Regions from separate parts of the Mus musculus genome. Here region 1 is linked to region 2. A link is a contact called in public promoter capture Hi-C data. All regions are on one chromosome and are shown on one strand. The core of a region is the stretch at or near the end of the contact, and the rest is flanking DNA. Distances in the headings are between cores, read along the strand shown.

The links. Promoter capture Hi-C pulls out the DNA fragments that hold promoters and counts their contacts.
Region 1: a contact with region 2 is called in a promoter capture Hi-C map of liver, with 3 times the contacts expected there. The contact joins the promoter of Tfrc here to the enhancer-like site in region 2. A contact is called at or near these places in 10 of 39 promoter capture datasets (the C10 cell line, cranial neural crest, frontonasal cranial neural crest and 6 more), 1 of 15 datasets of contacts at CTCF or cohesin (the NIH/3T3 cell line), 1 of 484 Hi-C or Micro-C datasets (nephron progenitors), 4 of 115 datasets of contacts at active chromatin or transcription factors (embryonic stem cells, large pre-B cells, memory CD8 T cells and 1 more) and 1 of 9 other capture datasets (adipose tissue).

What each region holds. Positions count from the first base shown.
Region 1 is chr16:32,606,009-32,611,172 of GRCm38.p6, forward strand. Tfrc (transferrin receptor) reads left to right here and starts at 2,888. Exons shown (of 19, transcript NM_011638.4): 1 at 2,888-3,028.
Region 2 is chr16:32,055,974-32,061,227 of GRCm38.p6, forward strand. The region is part of intron 1 of Pak2 (p21 (RAC1) activated kinase 2); the gene reads right to left. Among named protein-coding and RNA genes, the nearest start is that of Gm26419, 7.3 kb to the right of the region's middle. Within about 2 kb of position 3,043, at least 109 of the 459 cell types and tissues checked have an H3K27ac peak or open chromatin away from gene starts, as enhancers often do. A contact at or near this core is called in adipose tissue, liver, memory CD8 T cells and 1 more, where this site is marked.

The DNA of each region.
Region 1 (5,164 bases), core at 1,638-4,137, 550 kb after region 2:
GGATCTCTGAGTAGGAGGTCAACTTGGTCTACAGAGTGAGTTCCAGGACACCAACTCCCAGTGATCTGTCTACCTCTTCCTCCAGTGTGCTTCCATTAAAGGTGAGAACCACCCAGCCTGGTTTTGTGAGAACGCTAGTGCATATGATAGTGAGAACTCTAGTGCATATGATAGTGAGAACTCTAGTGCATATGATAGTGAGAACTCTAGTGCATATGATAGTGAGAACTCTAGTGCATATGATAGTGCGCCTGTGCACCTTTTGGTGGAACTGGAAGAATCCTTTTGTTGGTTTTTATTTTGAAAAGCAGTCTGCGGAAGATTGACTTCTGAAAATGGGTAGTTTAAATAAAAGTTATCCAAACTATGTTTCATGTGGCCCCCACCCCCACCCTGCCCCCACCGGCATGGCCTCACTAAGTGGTTCTGGATGTCCTGGTGTCCACTATGTAGACCAGGCTCACAGAGATGGCATTAAAAGCTAACCAAGCATGTTTCATTTCAATCCTGTAAACTACTGAGCCTCCTGGAGTAGAAGAGAAAACGCTCACTTTGGTTGTCATGCTAACAAGAAATGACAATCCATGACAAAATAGGTGAATGTATAGAATAGGAGGCAAAAGAAATGGTTTCTTTTCTATTCTGTTATATACAAGCTCTGCAACAAAGGAAGACAAATTACCATTCATTTTCTTGAGGTTGCAGAGGAGGGGGAGCCTGCAAACCTCCCGGCAAAAGGGGTTAGTGGGGGAGTTAATCATATCGAGTCCACTATCACTCGATAATGCATGAAAAGAAAATTATTACCACTTCTCGGCCTTTTGGCTAAGATCAAGTGTGAAAAGAAAAATATTGGCATTCTCTTTGATGTTGACTTTATAATTTCTGTTAGTTAGTATAAAACTACTACTTGCAATTCCATAGAAACAAATAGTATTCAATTGCATTTCCTAAACCATTTATTTATTTATTTATTTATTTATTTTCACAAAGGTATCAAATTTTCACCCCAGGCTTGGTGCAGCTCAGTTAGTAGAGAGCTTGCCTACCACCCAGGATGCCCCGGGCTCCTTCTTTAGCATCCTGGGTGTAGTAGCATAGGCTTGTACTCCCAGCACTTTGGAGATGGAGACTGGAGGATTAGACCAGCCTGGGCTACATGAGATCAAGTCTCCCTCTCCCCCTCCCTCTCTCTCTCTCTCCCTTTCTTTCTTCTTATTGGATATTTTATTTATTTACATTTCAAATGTTATCCTCTTTCCCAGTTTCCCCTCCACAAACTTCCTCTCCCATCTCCCCGAGACCCAGTCTTTAAGAAAAAAAATTTTTTTTTTTTTTTTTGCCATAAGATGGCCCAGTAAATACCTATGTTTGATCCTGCACAAGATGGGAGGCAACCAACTCCCAAACATTGTCCTCTGACTTCATGAGCACCCAGGTTCATAACCACACACACACACACACACACACACACACTAAAAATAGAATAAAAAATTTAAGTGAAACAGAAAGACCTTCACTTCAAACTGCCATCATTGTTTTCATTTGTTTTTTGAGATGGAGGTTCTTGCTGTACAGCCTAAGCTGGCCTGGAAGTCACCCATCTTTCTGCTCCAAATTCTGAGCTATGGGGGTACCAAACACTGCTGTGTGCTTCTGTGCTTCTCTTACAGGGACTCAGTCTATAGCCGGAATCATTATTTCTTCTTTTTTTTTTCTTCTTCCTCTTCCTCTTCCCCTTCCTCTTCCTCTTCTCTCCCATCCCCCTCTCCCTCCTCCTCTTCCTTACCCCCTCTTCTTCCTCTTCCTCTTCCTTTTTTGTTTTTTGTTTTATTGTTTTTAGACAGGGTTTCTTTTTGTAGCCCTGGTTGTTCTGGAACTCTCTATGTAGACCAGGCTGGCCTGAACTCAAGAGATATGCCTGCTCTGCCTTTCACTGGAATTAAGGCCTGTGCCACCAAGACCTGCTTATGGTCTGAATTTCAGAGATCTCTCAATGGCTGTGTGCTCTGGCTTTATATATATTTTCTGGAGTAGTACAATTTGGACAAAGAAGGGTCTAAAGGGACCAGCAGTTAGTAAATCCCAAATACGCGTTGAATTTTAGAGCAGATAAGCCAAAGGTCAAATTCGTGGCTGGGAAGTAGATTAGTACTTTAAAAGACATTCCCAGGGTCCCTAAGGGCTCCATCTGGGAGCGCGCTATCTGTAGTCCTGTTGTGGTTTAAGATACCACTCTCTTTGTTATTTGTAAATTTACCACAGGCTGGGCAGTAAAGTACAGATAGGAAGAAAAGAGTGTGAACGTTTGCAGTTTTAACAGAACTCCTTTTATTTGCTATGCATTGCAACAACCCTCTAAAAGCAATAATGGCGATAAACATGCAAGTTAATCTACAACTTTATCACCCTAGTAAATCATTGGTTCCTATTTCCCTTCCATAGGCTGAACATAGTGAGCACTGGTAGCTCTTTGCTTGGCTTAAGCGCTGCTTGTTAAAATCTAAAAAAAAAAAAAAAAAAGATTTGCAGTTTTGCTTTAAAGTTTTTCCTTTAAAGCATCTCTGAGCTGCAAAAACTCGTCTTTAGGATATGGTTTTGGCGGAGACCTAAGCCTGCAAGTAGGAATATTTTAAAGAGTAAAGGCTGATACTTTCGAACTTGCACCGCAGGGTTGGGTGTCGGTCAAGGTTAGGCGGAGGGCGACAGGCCAACTCCAAAGACACGGCGGGGGAGGGGTGCGGTGGAGAAAGCGAGCCGCAGCCAATCGCACGCGCTCTCCCGACACCTGCCGCCTTGGCGCCTTTTCTAGGCTACTCCGCGCACGCACTGGCTGCGCGCGCAGTTCGCCTCCAGCGGTCTTGGGGGAGCACCTCGGTAGGTGTACGTGCGGAAGGAAGTGACGTAGATCCAGAGGGCCGGCCGGGGGGTGGGGCCGAGCTATAAGCTTTGGGTGGGAGGCAGCGCTGCCTTCAGAAGGCGTGCGGAGCGCGGGCTGCTGCATTGCGGACTGTAGAGGCGCTTCCTAGTGAGTGACTCCCTTGTCAGCGGCACGGCCCATCGTGGTCCTCGCGTGGCGGGCGGACCAGAGCGAGACGCCAGGGCCTGGGTGGTGCGGGCGGGGAGGCGGAGGGGTGTCGCGGAGTCCGGGGCTGAGGAGCGCGGGTTGCAGGTGCAGCGCGGTGGGTGTGGGGAGCCGCTGTACCCTGCGCCCCTCGGGTCCTCCGGGCCTTCGCAGGCCAGTGCTAGGCCGCGGGTTCGAGAGTCACCACGCTGAGGCGCAGGCTTGTTCCGCCGGGAGCACGTGGTGGCGGCTGGAGGAAGTCGCCCCAGGGAACGGCTGTCGGGGTACGTGGGTGACCTTGGGGCCCCTCGCAGGAGGGCGTCACAGCTGAAAAGGACAAAGCTGTTTTCTATTCGGTTACTAGTGTCACGGACATTTAGAGGGGCGGGGGGAGCTTCCAATAACTGCACGTTGGAACTTCGGCACCACCTGGTCGGTTTTTTTGCCAGTCTCTCCCTCTTGGCCCAGCGTGTGGAATCTCATTTTTCTAGGGCAGAATAGGTCTGAACGCTGCAGGTAATACTAAGAACGTCTCTAGCATCTCCTAAGATGGGAGAACGTAGAAATACGACCTCTTTGTACGAGCTCTTTTAGAACTAGCTGTAGAGAACCAGCGTGCACCCTGGTGTTGGACAGCTCTCTAAAATGGTGTTTGAGGGTAAGAAAACTGCATTTGCAAATTTTTCAGTTAGCACACTTTGTCCCGAGCGTAAAATGAAATGATCTCCTTATACTTAGGCAGAAGACTGGACTGGATTGCTGTTCAGTTTCTGTGCTATTTTTTTAAAATAGGATTTAAGTGGGAAATAGTTGTGTTACAGAAATTCTCGGCTATTCTGTGCTATTTTTTTTTAAATAGGATTTAAGTGGGAAATAGTTGTGTTACAGAAATTCTCGGCTACCTGATACTTTTATTCTAAGATTAGATGAGTTGGCTCTGAGCTGTGAAATATGACCTCTTTGACAAAGACATTTAAGCTGATTCAGGATGTTATCTACAAAGAAAACGGGATTTAGCTTGTGTGGGTCCACTTGCATTTATTTTCTGTTAAGGATTATAATAAACTGCTTTATACAGGAATCCAATATCAGCTGTTTTTTATATAGAGAGCATAATACTTTTTACTTTGAGAGAGGATGTTGTCAAGGAATGGTGGCTGTGAACCTGGCCTGTGTTGACTGGTTAGATCTGTCTGCCTAACCCCACCCTAAGGCTAAGTAGTTATATGCTTGTGGCAATGTGCTTATTTATAATAGGGCAAGATTATGGGCTAAATTTGGGTTAGACAACAATGAAAGTTAATTAAACGACCCTCAGGCCTTGGGTCTACTATGTGTAAGTGATTTCCTTCTCTCCCAGATGAGTGCTATACAAAATAAACTTCAGTGACCTCAAGTGGTTTTGACCTTTTGGTTGCTATTCAGAAAACTATGGAAATGAAAACCTGCTACCTATTTCCTATTGCCTTTTCAATTTCCCAAAGAAGGTCTCCCCTATGAATCCATGGGTAGCCTTGAACTCAGATCCACCTGCTTCTGTTTGGAGAGTGATAAGATTAAAGGCAAGTGCCACCACACCCAGCAAAGTAGGCTCTTAAAACTAAAACCTTTGCAGTCGGGCATGGTGCCACACACCTTTGGTCCCAGCACTGGGGGGTAAGGCAGAGGCAGGTGGATCACTGAGTTTGAGGTCAGCTAGTGCTGAAGAGTAAGAGCCTGTCTTTAAAACATCTCAACAGCTGGGCAGTCGTGGTCCATTCCTTTAATCCCAGCACTTGGGAGGCAGAGGCAAGTGGATTTTTGAGTTCGAGGCCAGCCTGGTCTACAGAGTGAGTTCCAGGACAGCCAGGGATACACAGAGAAACCCTGTCTCAAAAAACCAAAATATAAATAAATAAATAAAGATTGGGAGAGAAGTCAAGGATCTCATAGGTGGTCAGGGAGCTACAACTGCAGTAGTAAAGAAGTAGGACTTAAAAGAACAGGGCCGGCACTAATTTTGAGGATCTAGATCGGGCCCTCAATTAAGGAACTTCCTTTTGTGTGAACTCAGAATTTGAAATGAAATGTGCTTGTCAGAACCATTGCATGGCTTATTTT
Region 2 (5,254 bases), core at 1,793-4,292:
ATACATTGGAGAAAAGACAGCTTCTTCAACAATCCGTGCTAGGCGAACTGATGTCCATATGGAGAAGAATTAGATCCTTGTGTCTCACAAAATCAACCTGAAATGGATCAAAGATCTTAATGTAAGATCAAAATTCTGAAACTGCTAGAGAGAAAACATTTAAGACACAGGCACAGGCACAGAGGCTCTGAACAGGGCCCTTAAATTCTGAAACTGCTAAAGGAAAACTAGGGCAAATACTCAACACTGTTCTGAGTGAGCTCTCACTCAGGAAATAAGGTCAACAAGGGACAAATGGGGCATCATGACATGACAGCTTCTGTACAATAAAGGAAACAGTTAACCAAGTGAGAGGCAGCCCAGATAATGAGGGGAACTTGCCCAGATATATATATATCATAGAGGTTCAATAAAGTGTATTCAGCCTTTGCTACTGCAACACAGTATCATCTATAAACTAAAAAACTAAATCACACACATACAAAAAGACCAAAAACTCATAATATTTGAACTGTTTAATATTTTGTTTTGGGTCTCTTTCTATCCATGTGGCCCATGAACTGCAGGCTGGACATACCTGACAGAATATACAAAGAACTAAAACAAAAAACAAAAAAACCCCAAATAACAACAACAACAACAAAACCAAACAGCACAATCAATTAATGGGCTAATGAAATTAACAAACAGTTGTCAAAAAATAAGGACCAGAGGGGGTGGCTCAGTAGCTAGTGGTGCTTACATCCAGGCCTGACAAACACTTTGATAGACTCCTATAAGGTGACAGGAAGAGAACTGAATTCCAACTTTGTCCTCTGGTACTGTGGCATTCACAAACACATGGGCACAAAACAAATCTGAAATACAAACATCAATAAACACATAAAGAATGCCCAGTCTCAAGACACCATCAGGGAAATGCAAATCAAGGCTAGGCTGAGATTCCAGCTTACCAGTAGTCAGAATGGCAGTCAACTAAGGGAACAAATAAATAAATACCATTAAGTAGTCCAAAGAGAATGCTTTTTTTTAAAATCTGAATTTGTTAACATTTAAAAACATATTTTGAGTAAATCACATTCTTCTTTCCCTTTTGTACCCCAACTCCTCCCAGAGAGCCCCCTTCAAAACCTGCAATACCTTTTTTTACCATATTCTTTAAAATTTATAAAATATTTTAACAATAAAAATGAGTATTATAAAAGTTGTTTGATATAAAACAACAATCAGTTGAACAGTCTTATGTAGATGTTTGTCTACAGTAACTGAAAATACATACATTTTTCTCAATATGAATTTTAAATAACTCCAAATATATTAACAAACAGCACAATCAATTAATTTTTGTGTATGACATTTTAAAATAATATATCACTATTAGTTTTTAATGAACATAAATAGATAAAAAGTCTTTTTGTTTGTTTTGTTTTGTTTTGAGTAGAGCTTAAAATCTTGGCTCTTACTGTGGTACAAACACAAAATAACAGTTTTTGGACATTAGAGTTCATTTTAATAAGGCAGTGTGGCTGTAATGCCAAGACTGCCTGTCACCTTTTAATGCTCTGCTCAGATAGACAGGTGACATCTCTCTCATAGCTATCTTGGTGGATATTTTAACTCTACTTGCATTCATGTATAGATATATATTTTGTCTTTTATATTTAAAAAAATTATGTGTGTGTGCTTGTGTGAGTTTTGCCTGTGTGGGGTTGCTCGAGGTAGCCAAAAGAAGACATCTGATCCACTGGAGTTGGAGTTACTAGAGGCTGTGAGTCACCTAATGTAGGTGCCAATAACTGAACTTTGTCCTCTGGAAGAAGCTATCTAGTCCCCTTGTCTTTGTTATTTAATCTTCTTGAGAATGTGTAAGCACACATTTGGAGGTCAAATGGTAACTTCATGGATAAGCCCTTGCTTTCCATGTTTTGAGCCAGGGTCTCATTTACCGCTGTGCATGCCAGGCTATCTGGCTCATGAGTTTCTGAGGAATTCTCCTGTTTCCATCTCTCTCTTCTTGTTATAGGAACACCAGGAATATGTACTACTATATCTGGCTTTACATGGGTTTTGGGGATCCAAACTAAGGCCCTGACACTAGCTTGGCGTGTTTTACCCACCAAACCATCTCTCCAGACCTATTTTTGCTTTTAAATCATCCATCCATCCATCCATCCATCTATCCATCCATCCATCCATTCAGGATGCACATGAAGGAGTATGTTAGGTCAGCAAACAACTTGAAACAGTGAATTTGCTCCTTTCTGTGTGGGTCCTGAGGATCAGACTCAGGTCATGAGGCTTGGAGACAGCTACCCTGACCATCTGAGCTCTCATCCATCTTATAAAAACTGTGGAGGACAGTGGTAGAAGATCCCTACTTTACATAAATTCTGATGTAAAAGTACGTATGTTAGAAAATCAAACAACTCCTCAGTAAACAAGGTATTGAATGGTAATTGAATCTTGATCTTTTGTGAGAAAACTTTTATCTACAATAAAAATGAGGCCAACTAAATCCACACAAAATTTAAAATAAACTTTATTTCTTCAAGTTAGCTCAAATTCTAGGACTTGGAGAAAAGCAGCTATAACCTGAGAACCGAGAGATGAGAACATTCTTACTTCCCTCTGAGTCCCGCAGCTCTTCTTTCCTTCACACTCGCTACTTGCTCTGGGGCATTACTTTGACACACATTACCTGCCACATTTCACAGGCGAGTATCAAGAAGTAAGAGACTTACCTAAAACATGACACAGATCTAATCCTAGTACCAGACCCCAAGCCTTATAAAAACCGTGGAGTATAGCAGTAGAAGATCCCTACCTTACATAAATTCTGATATTAAATTATATGTTAGAAAACCAACATTCCTCATGCTTTTCTCTATACTAATCCAGTGTGCTGGATGACTTCCGGAACTGAATTATAACTGTGACAATTAGTCAATAACTTACGTCACTTTTCTCCCCCAAGTTCACTCAGCCCAAAGGGCAAGGACTGTGCATACCTTAGACAGGACTGCCGACTGACTCATGTTGACCATGCTCTGCTCCCCAGTGAAGCCTATCCCTCCTGAATGTAGCAGTCCTTTTCTCACCCAGCCGTTCACTAGACACAGATAAAGCAGGTCACACTAACAGGGTTACCTTTGAAAAGCTTGTACTTGCCCCTCACTGCTGACTTATGGCCTTAGTCTCTTTCCCACAACGCAGCTTTTTGTGCACTGCTCCTACAGACAGTGTTAAGTGCCTAAAAAGTGCCTGGTAAGGTCCCAATAAAATTCTTTAACCTTATATTTTAGACAGGTACAATAGACACAAAAACAACTCACAGGACTGGAGATGAGGCTTAGTTGGTAAAGAGTGCCTGCTTAGTGGTAGTCAGTCCCTAGCACTGTACAAAACCAGACAAGGGGCGCATGCATCCTACCACAGAGAGGTTGGAGGCAAGAACTTCAAAGTCATTCTTGGATGCATGAAGAGTTGAACACAGGGCTGGAGAGCTGGCTCAACAGTTAAGAGCACCAATTGCTCTTCAAAAAGTCCCAGCAACCACACAGTGGCTCACAGCCATCTGTGAAGAGGGATCTGATGGCTTCTTCTGGTGTGTCTGAAGACAGCATACTGTCTGTATACATACTGTATATATAGTACAGTATACTCATATTCATAAAAATGAATGAATGAATAAATAAATAAATAAATCTTTAAGAAAAAAAATAATTGAACACAGCCTAAGATACATGAAATCCTGTCCCCAAACCAAGTCAAACACACTTCATAATAAAATGATAATATAGCCTATATTGTTTTACCACTACTCAAAAATGCTGTATGAAAAAAAAAAAAGTAAGTAGTGCCTCTCTCCAATCCTTTCACTTTTTGATACTTTTCAGTAACAAACAAGTAGGCAAAACAAAAAGTGTGCCAAAACACACTGTACTCTCTAAGAGGCCCATTGTTTAACTGTGATGAGCCTCAACACAATTCCTCAATTGTGTTCTGAAGAAGACCAGAAGTAGCTAAATACACGACAGAAATAAGGAAGTGGTGTCTGGACTCAGTCAGTCTAACTAGTGGAAATGAATTTATATTATCTACTGGGATCAGCTATGACACAGAAGTGAAAAACACATTACCAGAAAACATGGTTCATGATGCAAAATTTTACTTTATGTTTTCAGGAACTTACTAATATAACAACACTGACCAGAACTCTAACAATCTCTTTCTACACTGACACCATGGCATCCCAAACCTTACGAACCTCTGTGAGCTTAAGTACAGATGAGAACGAGCCCCGACTACCTGCAGGTGCGGCCATACACTGAGTCAGAGGCTCCCACACTGGAAAGGAAGTGTTCACCAGAGTATGCCAGTCAGAACATCAGGCCAAGATGGCAAAGCTCCAAAGCAAAGACTTGATGCAGAGAGGTGTAGGAACGCAGAGAAGACTTGTAAGGAACTCAGACAAACACAAGTTCATGGGACTGATCAAAAGATTTATGTCATGGGGCCAGGGAGATGGCTCTATGGGCAAAGATACTTTCTGCCAAGCCTGACAACCTGGTTCTTTCCATCTCCAGAAACTACATGGTGGAAGGAATGCTACACCATGTACAAATTTTCCTCTGACCTCCACACACATACATATACAAATCAAATAAATGTAAAAGCAAAAGTTTTAAAAATTTAGTATACAAACAAATGCTAGTAAATAAAACAAGATTTTAGTGAATCCAAAAACAAACTGAAAATAGATAGAGTGAGTGGGCCATTTATTACAGACCACTAATTCTCAACCTACTACATTAGGAGCCTACCTACTTTGGGAATTGAATATTTAGGACATCTGCTCATTCCAGTCAATCGTGCTCGCTCCGGTCAACTCCACTCGCCCAGTCCCTGCTCACTCCGGCCCAAAGATTTACTTATTATACATAAGTACACTGTGGCTGTCTTCTGACACACCAGAAGAGGGTGTCAGATTTCATTATGGGTGGTTATGAGCCACCATGTGGTTGCTGGGATTTGAACTCAGGACCTTTGGAAGAGCAGTCAGTGCTCTTACCCACTGAGCCATCTCACTAGTCCCAAACTTCTGTCTTTCTGCCTTCATCTTCCAAGTGCCAGGATTACAGGTATGCTTGACCATGCTACTTTTTAAGGTTTATTTTCTGTGTACAAATATTTGCCTGCATATATATGTATACGTGTGTGTGTGTGTGTGTGTGTGTGTGTGTGTGTGCACCCC